2 separate regions of the Hordeum vulgare genome follow, and region 1 is linked to region 2. A link is a contact called in public Hi-C data. All regions are on one chromosome and are shown on one strand. The core of a region is the stretch at or near the end of the contact, and the rest is flanking DNA. Distances in the headings are between cores, read along the strand shown. Region 1 holds the start of LOC123430162. Region 2 holds the start of LOC123430159 (transcription factor BHLH6-like).

Region 1 (5,821 bases), core at 1,763-4,262, 400 kb before region 2:
GTATAAATGTTCACACCATTTTGTTTTGGAAAACAATAATCAACCATTTAATATATTAATATACGCAAACAAAAATAGAAAATAATTATTGTGTCGATTGGACGTCATGTACTAATGTATATAACTTGCCATAACTGACCTAGGTAGCCACGCACGTAGGTGACCCAAAAATACATCCTACCACCTTAGGGATAGTTACCCCACATGTTTCATGTATTATCATCCGGTAGTATATATATTAATTTCTTTTTTTTAATTATGTTCATATACTATATATAAGATTTTTCAAAATGAGTTACATGAAAAAATTAGAAGTTGACACATAGTTTTTATTATATTTATAAAATACGTATATATTTATATGTTAAAAAGAGCATACATAAAATATGATACATACTATAAAAAAATAGTATATATATAGTACCTAAAAATTATTATATACTACATAGTACACCTACATACTCTTCGATTTGTTAAAATACTATATACAACATACAAAAGTGAAATGATGGTAATTATCACCGGCGGTAGATAAAATTTATCATATATATATAAACTCTATTCATCACTCAGGATGCAGAATCGTTTATTATTCGTCCGAGATAATCTTACAATTAATTTACAAATAAATTACATTTGAAATACAAATAGTTACACTTATATTGAATCACTACGTAAAATTTGACAAAATTAAACAAAAATATAGGCCACAAGATAAAAAAAATTGATTTTATTTTATTTTTTGCACTATATTTGTATGTTCGTAATTTTACGTGACATAAAATATTTCGTTGGTTATATTTTTTTACATTCTGTTTTTACGTATAGAATAAGATGAAATTTATAGAATATAAAATTACGACACGTTGATGTTAAAATAGAGAGGAATGAAGAATAACTAATTCTCATCTATTTTTCACCCCCTCTATTTTCCCACCAATGCACCATAATTTTAGTTTTTATTATTTGTTTCTTATTTCATACGAAAAAGAGACCGTAAGAAAATATGTAGTCATCATAAATTATATTTTATGTCACGTAAAATTACAAACATAAAAACATAGTGTAAAATATACATGAAATGCGATTTTTCTGATCTTATGATCTATATTTTTAATTTTTTACATCAAATTTTACATAATAAATCAATATAAATGTAACTATTGACATTCCAAATGTAATTTATTTATTAAATGGTTTAAGATTACCTGAGTGAAGAATAAGTTATTTTGCATCCTGTGTTAGTTACCATTACTTAAATTTTATACGTTGTATGTAGTATCTATTAAATCGGAGAGTATGTATGTGTAATATGTAATCCGTCATAAAATTCTTAGCTTAGGTTTTCTACAAATGGATGTATCAACATATTAAATCGTGACTACATACATCCATATCTAGATAAATGTAAGACAATATTTTGGAGACGGAGGAAGTAGTATATAAGAATGTTTAGGGAGTATATGTATTACCTTTTTGATAGTATGTTCCGTATTTTGAGTATGTTCATTTTTACGTATAAATATATATCTATTTCGTAAATATAATAAAAACCGTGGGCCTACTTGCAATTTTTTCATGTGACTCATTTGGAAGTAGCTTACATATAGTATATCAACATATTTTAAATGATAAATTACTATATATGAGACATGCGGGGTAACTACTCCTAAATTGTAGGATTTATTTTTTATATAAAAAATCATATATATAAACAAAAGCATTCCTATGAAGAAATCCTCTTCTGAGCCCGAGCTCATCTGTCCCCTCTCACGAAAAAAATCAAAACAAATATTAAAAAATTTAAAAAATTCCAATTTGTTTTTGTGTCATAGATATTTTGATGCGTGAGGTTCACTTAAAATTTTAAGTTATTTGGACATCCGAACAGCTCTCGGCAAAAAAGACAAATCGGGTCAAAAAAATTGTGAACAGTCAACCTTTTTCACATACCCATATTTTGTCTTTTTTGCCGAGAAATGCTTAGATGTCCAACTAACTAGAAATTTAGGGCCAACCTCACTCATCAAAATATGTGCAACACAATAAAATGGAATTTTTTGAATTCGTTTAGTATTTGTTCTGATTTATTTCGTCGGCGCGGGTGCAGATGCACCCGAGAGCCGAAACCCCGCGTCCCCTATTTGGTTTCTTTAGGGAAATTGCAATCATAGCCACATGCTTTCCTTGGGATATGGTCTAGCTCTTTCCCTTCTTAGCATCTTCTGAATTTTAAGTGATTGAGGTTTATTTCCTTTTTAGATCGGATTGGACCACCGCATATGCATGCAAGCTCTGCCCATAGGCTGACATGTCTGCGCGTGACAGATTAAGGCAGACCACGGCATATGTGCTACGGTTCCAAGCCCATCGAAGGGCAAAGGGAAGGGCAAAGGGACTCACGCAGGTCATGGCTCCACAACTCATTAAGCTAGCATCCTTGCTGGAAAAAGTGATGCTTTGCACAAGCGAGGCAGACTCCATTAGCTGGCGTTTCACAACATCGGCTGCGCACATCGCCCGCTCCGCATACCTGCTTCAATTCCAAGGATCTACCCCGGTGCTAGGTATCAACTTGGTTTGCAAACCGTGGGCACCGCTAAAATGTCGCTTCCCTGTGGACTGCCCTGCTTGACGAGATCTTAACCGCTGATGCTTTGCTGCGGCGCGGTTGGGATAATAGCTATTTCTGCCTCCTTTGTGAACGAAGCCTGGAAACTCAGGTGCACGTTCTCATTAACTGTCCTTGGTCGCGTAGCTTCTAGATCTTTGTTGCCTACCTCAGCAACCTTCCGGTGCTCCTTCCTGCATCATGGTCTGCGACAAGCAGCCTAAATCTATGGGTGAGCAACTGCTACGAGGCTGCCAGCAAGGAAACCAAAAAACGTAACCCTTTCCGCCATTCAACTTCTGACGTGAAAAATTTGAAACGAGATGAATAGGAGTATTGTCAATAATGAATCTTTGAGGCTGGACAACTTTATTACGAAATTAAAGGAAGAGAACATGATTGGAGCAGAAATTCCTTTCGACCCGGGCTGATTAGCTTTGACCTTTTTATCGCTGTTTTTTTCTTCGTCCTTTCCGTAATTCTCTAGTGCCCGACCTGTTTGGGTTATCCTTGTACTCTGTTTCCTCTCCTGATCATAAATTTGGTAGAGTAACTACCAACATTCAAAAAAAGAAAACTCATGGAAGGGTCCAAACCATGGTTCCTAGCCCATGAGAAGTGCCATCGTTTTTTTTTTATCACTTTTGTTTTTGGTTGGCATTCCTCCATTCACCCGTGCCTTCTCCTCATGGCCTCATCGTACGCTCGCATCAATTCTTTCTCTTCTTCCATCAGCGCCATGCCCATCCTTTCCCATGATTTTATCCTCCAAACCTCAGATCCAGCGTCTTCGTCTCATGCCCCGATCCAGCCGACCGTCGTGCTCTTTTGACATTGTCCCAGCCCGTCGTGTTCCGCCATCCATGATTTGAGTGGTGTCCCTGCCCTCCTCACCACGGCCACGGAGTCGCGGTGGCAGAGCTCAACAAGCTCCAGCGCCCTCACCACGCCGACCCCTCCAGCTCCTCCTCTTCACCATGGCGTTGGTCGGGGTCCCTCGCCCTGCTTCAGCGACTGGCTACGGCCGTTGGATCTGCTTGGCGTGGCACTTCTCCTCCTCCTAGCAACTATGGCGCTGTTCTCTTGGGCGTACTCCATCACGGGGCAGTCGGCTAGGATCTGCCCAAGGATGTAAGGATGCTTTCCACTCTGTTGTGTCGTCGTGTTCGCCGCCGCGGCTGCCCACTTACTGACCCTCGTCCTGTTGTGCTGCAGAAAGAGCACGCAGTTCAGCATGTTGTCAGGCAACGAGATATTCCAGTCCGCGGGGGCGCAGGTCTGGAACAACCGGATCTACTGGCCTGGCATGAAGCCGGCGCAAAGGATTGCTCGACACGCGGATGGTAATCTCTCGATTCGTCCTCATTGATCAATTCATGGATTCATGTGTGCATTTGCCCGAACAATATTAGCTAGCCAGGCACGCCACTGTGTTTGTGCAATGCATTGTATTATCGATCTACTACGACAAATTCTAGGGAGCTGCAAACAAACACGGGGAGTGTGGTACCTGCCATGGTTCATACACCGAGGGTCCAGGCCATTTTGGTTACCTGAAGCATGCACTACCAGTTTTCAATATTGGATTCTTCAACTTTTGGATGTAGTCTAGTGTATCTGCAAGGTAACACCGATGAGAAGCTTACATAGCTTGGGTCTATGATCAAATTTGTTGTGATTCTTATACTTGTTACCCCAAGCCTTTGCAGGGCTGTAGCAGGGTTCTTCTTGTGGAGAAAGATCACCGAGAGTGAATTGCTAAACCTTGGTGATAGGCCTATGAAACTAGTATTCATTACGGATATCACAGTGCCACCTGTGCCTATCCGCCCTTCCATTTTTGTTGGTGGTGGAGAATGAGGTTTGGAGCGCAACTCCGTCAGTGGTGGCCGAGAGCAGCGAATAAGCGCATGAGGGGAGCGTGTCGAGGTCCAGGTTGCCATTGGCCGCCTGCCCCACCATCCTCTAACTGGCGAGTTTATTCCTCCGTGTGATGCTCCCTGTTAATCATAATTTGGATTATGTTGTATTTTTTTCTTCGCAAGTGATTCTTCCTTGGAGTTCATGTTCTATCTCCATCGAGCTTCAAATTTCAGAGATGGCTATTCCATGTAGCATGCGAGCTCTCGGACAAGTGAATTTGATTCTCACGAAGGTTGTTTATTCATTCCAGGGGTGTGATATTACAGCATGGATTAACTGAGTCTTTGTGTGTTGTTTTGCTTTAATACAGTAATCACCATGGTGATGGTATTTAGGTCGTCAACGCACTTGCCGCAGCATATTTTAATTATTTTCTCTTGCTTGTTCTCAAGAAATTAGTTTTTACGATTTTTTATTTTAGAAAAGGAGGTTAAACCCATGGTCTGCATCAATTAATGCATATAGTTATTTTTTATTAATTATTTCACAAAGGTTTGATAAAAACATGCATCAATTCATCTGAAGTAGTCACTCACACCTACAAACTCGATAACGTGGAGTGCTCTCACTCTCATATCTAAAATCAGTGTCATCGCCAATCCATTCACATAACATATCGAGACCAACAACCGGTGTAGCAGACCTAAAGCGCACATCACATGCACACGTTTTAGAAGCCGACATCATCATCAGATCACTAACCCATCTTCAGGAGAGAGATCCGTATCATCCTTACCAGTCCGGACCTCCGTCGACGCCACCACGACACCACCACCTTGCGCTCGTCCGTCCAACGCAAAGACTCTGCAAGATCTGTCGAGCGTAACACCTGCTAACCAGGCATGACTCAACGTAGCACGTGTCGACCATGAATGGCTTGGTAACTCCACCGAAGCTCCGTGCAAGACGAAGCCGCTCCACCTCCTACCTCTATCTTCCACCACTACTCCACAAACTATGCCCCCAAGAGAAAAACGACATCACAATACTACCATCGTTCGATCTGGAAGACCAGATCCTAGGGTTTCCCCCGAAGCAACACAAGTGGGTCGACAATAGTTACACGACGATGCCTTCATCAAGGTAACGACGCAAAACGCTGCCATGTTCCGCCAACGGCTCAGTTTTCATAGACCACCATGTCTCCCCAACTCGCAGCCCAGACTAGATGACGGATCTTGAAAGCCGACCATCCAGCCTCAGGCCGACCACCTCTACCGAAGGAGGTGGCCACTACCGCCACGCCCTGAGCCACAACCCCCGACGTCCTCGTGTTGCAGGTCGAGC
Region 2 (6,259 bases), core at 1,678-4,177:
TTGGAGGGATAACTTCTTGTATAATTTGGGAATTGACCCAAATTATACATTTCACATGCCACTAGTGCATAGGTTGAGGACGGATGACATTCACAGAAATATCTTGGTAAGTGTTTGCTAATTAAGTACGCTCTACTATTGCATAAATGGTGTTGATTACATTGCTAACTAGGTTATTATTATATTCTCCAACAACAACTGCCAAATGATGTAGTGCCTCTCTTGATGCACCCAGAAGGTCATATGAAAATTAAAAGCCTGCTGAGGGTTGAGTTCGATGCTCCATACTCGAGTAACCACAAATCAAAAAGGCTTCCAATTGAAGCATGGAGAGAAATAAAGAAGGATCGCAAGCCACAAGTTGGAGACCGTTGGATCTTTGTGCTTCATCACGGAGACATAGGCGTTATTCTGTTTTATGACATTACACCTAGGAGCGAGGACTAGATCTTATTTTTCCTAGTTTATATTAACTTGGCATGATCGATTAGGATCTATGCATATGACGACTATTATGATGTTTTTGTGTTTTATGAGATCTTAACTTGGTATATCATTAAGATGATGATGAGTTGTTAGATGAGTACGTAAGATGATGATTATATGACATGATACTTTATGTGTATGATATGATGAGAATAATGCATGTTTATTATGATACGATGAAACTATTGTTTAGAGCATGCACAAATACGTAGAGGGGGCATAAATATGACATGAATTAAATATTGAAAGCAGGAATATTAGCAGTAGCGTTCGAATATCAGCAGTAGCGCTGGCTTAGGAGTAGCGCTTTATTTTTTCCAATACTACTGCTAATGTGGATACTAGTGGCGCTTTTAATCCAGCGCTACTGCTAACAGGTTAGCTGTAGCGTGCTAGCAGTAGCGCTGGCCCCAGCGCAACTTGTAAGGCTAAAGCCAGCGCTATTGGTAGCCTTTCTCCTACTAGTGAAAGTGTTGAAATATATTATCCTTCTTTCTCCATCAATTCAAACTTTTGGACCAATTAACTAAAGCATGAACTCACTAGCACTTACGTGTTAACGGATTCTTCCTCGGACTTGTGCGTGAGTTAAGAGGGTGCAAGAGAGATAGAAAGAAGAACGACAAAGAAGCTGAATGTCAGGTGGATGATGATGTGGCATGATCAGTGTTGAAAACAATGCAACATCCACACAAAACGCGTGAAGCGGTTTAAGGGACGATAAATATCCGATTTTGACAATTGAGGGACTAGGTTTTTTGGTTTTGAAATTGATGAACCAAATTATATATACCATGATAAAGTAAAGGCGGTTGCTATAAATCATCCGGTTGATCTTAGAAAAAGACCAACCGCCTGGATAGCCGTTCGATCTAATACTCGTGGTCGTTCGATGCATGCTCGCAGCAACGCACAACGTGTCTTCATCCTCTCGCTTGTACGACCCTCTGCTCCCTCCTAGTAGTGCTCACTTCGTCGGAGCAGCTGCCCCGGTAGGAGCTCCCATCACCGGAGTGTTGATCCTCTATCACAGCAACCCAACCGAAGCCGCCGATGACCGCTGCATTGCAGCACCAGGAGCCACCCTGCTCAAAAAAAGGCAACGTCGACCGCGCCAAAAAATCTTCAACGCAACAACTTCCAAGGCAGCTCAGGGTGGTGTGAAGCACCGGCTCGTCCGCCGGCACTCCATTGCAGCCCCAGTGACCCTCCATTGCAATCCCGGACGGTGCTCCGTTGCATCCCCTGACGAGCTTCAACGACCCCATGCGCGCTTCATTGCAGCTCCGGCGTGCTTCAATGCAACTCCGACCTGCTTCATTGTAGCTCCGGTGGCGCTTCATTGTAGCCCCGACGGAGCTCAACGACCCCGCGCAATGCTCCATTACAGCCTCCCACTGTGCTTCATTACAGCTGTGTGCACTTCACTACAGCATCGCGAGGGAAGCACGTCGCGTCAGGACGCAGGTACAACATCACGAGTGGGTTGCACCGAATACCGCTTTGCAGCAGCACGAGCGTCGGCGTCCCGACAAGATCAACGGCTAGTCGTTGATGCAAGACCGACTGCGACCTGCCTGCTGCAAGGGGTCAGCACACCGGTGCACCGAGGCCACCGCAGCTCGAGTGGAAAGAAGAAAGAGAGAGGGGATTCTTCGATCATAAGGATGAGAGCAAGGCGCGAGAAGCAGAGGCGATTTGATGGAGAAGAAAAAGGATCGGCTCATTTGATGAACAAGAAAAGAAGATGACCAGAGAAGAAAGGATAAGGCGTGGGCGGGTGGGTGGTCCTGTCAAGGACGCGTGAGGCGCCACAGACACGGCTTAGATCCTGAGAAATCAGTCGGTAAATTTTAATTATTTTCCTAAAGTAAAAGTATATTTGTCGTCCATGACCTTTTTCGTCCGGAAGAAAAACATCGCACAAGATTATGAGCCCCCACACGAAGATGCAGCTGCCCGCTGCCAAACATACATCATACATGGCCTGGACGGATCACATGCAAGGCGATGGATCCATACGTTGACAAGAAGGGGACAGCAGCGCATAGGCACAGATTCGATCTCGAATGGAACGGGAACCGAGAATGGAAAAACAGCCAATGGCTATTTGGCACGCACGACGTCTAGGCCGAGAAGGCGCCAGGTGCCATCACGTAGGGTGGTCTCGCTCGCATGTCGGCCCCCGCCACACAGCGACGCAGATCTACCATCCTCAATACGCTGCCACTTGTGCTAACGAATTCAGGCTATCCACACGCAGTCACATCCTGATCGCATCCTACAAGTAGTACTATTCCATGCTTCTGCATAAAGCATCTGGGTGCTGATTAGCGAGTGTACTAGTTAGTGAGGCATCAAGTACCCCTGGCAGAACAAAACTCCTCGCTATAAACAAGCGCCAGTACAGAACAGAGAGAGAGAGGGGGGGGGGGGGGGGGGGGGAGAGAGAGAGAGTTCAACAACCATCTGTGCGAGCAGATCGACCCGTTGTCTCGTTCCAAATTCCAATGGAGGCCGACATGGACATGAGCTTGGACTTCTCTTGGGAGACGCCTAATTTCTTCGAGGCCCAGGTGCTCGAGCTCGCCGTCGTCGACAGGTGAGCCTGCACATTCAAGTGCGCCACTCTGCTTTCTGATCATGGGGCAATCCATCGCCCGTGATTGTTCGATCCTTCCGTGCCTATTAACCGTTGGATTAGCCTTGTTGATTGTTGCAGTATGTACCTGTCGGCTGAGGACTCGCTGTCCGGTCTGTACTCCTGCTACGACGACTCGAGCTCGCCGGACGGCGCCAGCTCGTGGTCGACGGCCACGACGAGGGCAACCCGGGCGAGCAAGAACATAATCATGGAGAGGGACCGTCGCAGGAGGCTCAACGAGAAGCTTTACAACCTCCGCGGCGTCGTTCCAAACATCAGCAAGGTGAGCGCGCCCTGCCGCCCGCCCGCGTGGGACTGAGCAATTAGATCACTATACAACAAGAGAACCTGTGTGTTTAATTTACTTGCGTTTGTGCGGCGACGTTAGATGGACAAGGCGTCCATCATCCAGGACGCCATCGCGTACATCGAGGCGCTGCAGGAGCAGGAGCGGCAGCTTCTAGCCGAGATATCCGACCTCGAAACTCACAACTGCACCGCCTCCGTCGGGAGCCAGGCGGAGGAAGACAGCGCGGACTTGCCACGGCGACGGAAGATGAGGAGGACTAGCTCCGCCTCCTCCATCAACGACGCCATCACTTCCCCAGTCGCGTATCCCGTCGAAATCCTCGAGGTAAAATATCAACCTTCCGGGCAACCTTATGAAACGACACCATGCAATGCAATTGCAAAGACGTAAGTAGTACAGTCGATCGAATGAGAGTGCGGTTACGGTCTGTGCAGCTGGATGTGACGAATGTGTCGGAGAAGCTGTCGGTGGTGAGCCTGAGGCACGGCAAGGCGCGGGACGCCATGGCCAAGGTGTGCGGGGCGCTGCAGTCGCTGTGTCTCAAGGTGATCACGGCAAGTGTCACCACCGTGGCCGGCAGCATGGTCCATACCATATTCGTCGAGGTAACCATCCATCGGTTCGCTGTCTTTCCCACACAATCAATTGCTCCTCTCCCTCTATCCTGATTTCACCAACGAAAAGGATTTGCTTCTGTCCCTTTTACTTGGTTGCTCACGAATTTCTTTCATGACATCACCTCTGATGACGTCACATAAATGACCTCACATGTGACATGGCTCGGTTCAGGAAGAACGTACGCTGGGTTTCTTCATGAACTCGATAGATTCTTTAGTTTTGTTTGACTGAACTAGTAGATTCAACTCAGAAGTAGTAGCAAATATGGTCGTGTGTTGCAATATAAAAATAAATAAATCATTCTTTTGCACACACTGGACGATATCAGCAAATACCTTGAGATCTTCACACAACAAACAACATGATAAGTAGTGTTTTGTACAAAGGTAATGATTGGATAATTTGTTTAATTGTACTCAAGGTGTTTCTAAAAATCTTATGGCACAATCTTAAAAATATATGGATATTAATATTAAGCCACTTGTTTACATAAAGCTCGTATCAATAATTTATTGTACATCATCGTATATTGTCGGTTATTATGCACGATGAAAAATAGGATGAATGTGTACCTATTTCAACATTTAGCATAGTGTAGCTAGTATAAATCAACATCCGCTATAGTGTCAATACTATCTTTTATGAGAGTATTAAACTATCGTATCTGCTCAAGTTAAATGGGATAAGAAACTTATGTAATAGCCATTTTCAAAATAACCAATATAGAGAAGTTATTAATTAAGTTTGCACTATAAACTTTCTTTTAGAAATGAGTAACATTCAAGATAATAGCATATTTCAAAGGGTTGATCTCACGTCAGCTAGGTGGAACAGTAAAGTTTTGACCAATGGGCTAGCTGTGTTATGTATTTAATTTGGGTATGCATGGTATATAAACCAAAGAAAACGACATTGTAGCAAATCAATCCATCTTTACTTATGGGTGACATGATGGGTAATTTGTGTCAATTTTGGGGGTAGTTTTAATAATCGACATGCAAAAGCAATAGTATCTTTATTAGTAGGTATAGACATAGATAATTAGACGGGCAATGTATTTCAAAGTAAGACAGTTAACATCCTATCAATACTCTTAAATTTGCTTCTTTTGACCACAATTATAATCGGACACCAATGAAAATTCCCAGCAATAAGCCTTTGAAGCCGCATCGCCACTTGATCCTCCCACACAGAGACATACGTTATGTCTATCCCTTGTCCGTGCATTTCGAAGTCATGGACGACTTGAGTTGGGACACTTTTCTTTCAAAAAACATGAGTCTCAAACTGCAAACACAATATGTCATCACCACTGACTTGATCATCGAAAGAACCGCACAATCATCACAATTGTGTTCCAGCTTTAAACAACTACTACCACATATACTTAAACATTGTCTTCATGATATTATTTTTGTTATGTAAATTTATATTTTATTAGTTAAAATCATGATCATAATATGACCCAAAATACGAGGGGTACAAGTAAACCAGGACGGAGGTAGTATCGCATGGCTCAACTGTGGAGTCTATGGCAAAGTGTCCAATAAGACCACAATTGAAACAATAATTTTGTTCTTTTTTCCTCGTGAAGTCGGCTTTGAGGTCCACACCCGCTACAAATAAAGATTAACTCTCCATGGGATCGTACCCAGCTCAGATACTGCTACAAGCGTCGCCGCAGGGAGGTAAGATACCAGAGGTGTCTAACCCGACTTAAGGATATGAGCCTACGAGGGGTTCTAGGGCACGGTCAGCCGTTACCTCAGTAGTAGCATGAGGAGGGGGGACATTACTGCAACCCCTGCCACCTCGTCCACCCCTAGGGATGAAACCAGATACATTTGCAACGTCCTTGACTGTCCACGATGAAAGAATGTGGATGTGCCTAGAGGGGGTGAATAGACGCTTTAAAATAATTACGATTTAGGCTGGAACAAATGCGGAATAAAACTAACGTTTAATATGTCAAGCACAAAATCGAAAACAACTAGGCTCACCTATGTTCACCAACAACTTATGCTAAGCAAGATAAACAACTAAGGGTTAGCAAGATATATAAGAAGAGACGATGTGACTATCACAAAGTAAAGTGCAAAAGTAAAGGGCCCGGGTAAGAGATAACTCAAGCATGCAGAGACGATGATGTATCTTGAAGTTCACACCCTTGTGGATGCTAATCTCTGTTTTGCAGCGGTGTG

The links. Hi-C and Micro-C count contacts between places; a contact is called where the count stands out from the background.
Region 1: a contact with region 2 is called in a Hi-C map of leaf, with 4 times the contacts expected there. The contact joins the promoter of LOC123430162 here to the promoter of LOC123430159 in region 2. A contact is called at or near these places in 1 of 6 Hi-C or Micro-C datasets (leaf) and 1 of 1 datasets of contacts at active chromatin or transcription factors (embryo).

The regions. Positions count from the first base shown.
Region 1 is chr2H:402,986,118-402,991,938 of MorexV3_pseudomolecules_assembly, reverse strand. LOC123430162 reads left to right here and starts at 3,012. Exons shown (of 3, transcript XM_045114060.1): 1 at 3,012-3,742; 2 at 3,827-3,954; 3 at 4,090-4,814. The coding sequence starts at 3,681. The coding sequence ends at 4,223.
Region 2 is chr2H:402,583,568-402,589,826 of MorexV3_pseudomolecules_assembly, reverse strand. LOC123430159 (transcription factor BHLH6-like) reads left to right here and starts at 2,927. Exons shown (of 5, transcript XM_045114056.1): 1 at 2,927-3,088; 2 at 3,191-3,413; 3 at 3,519-3,764; 4 at 3,875-4,045. The coding sequence starts at 2,997.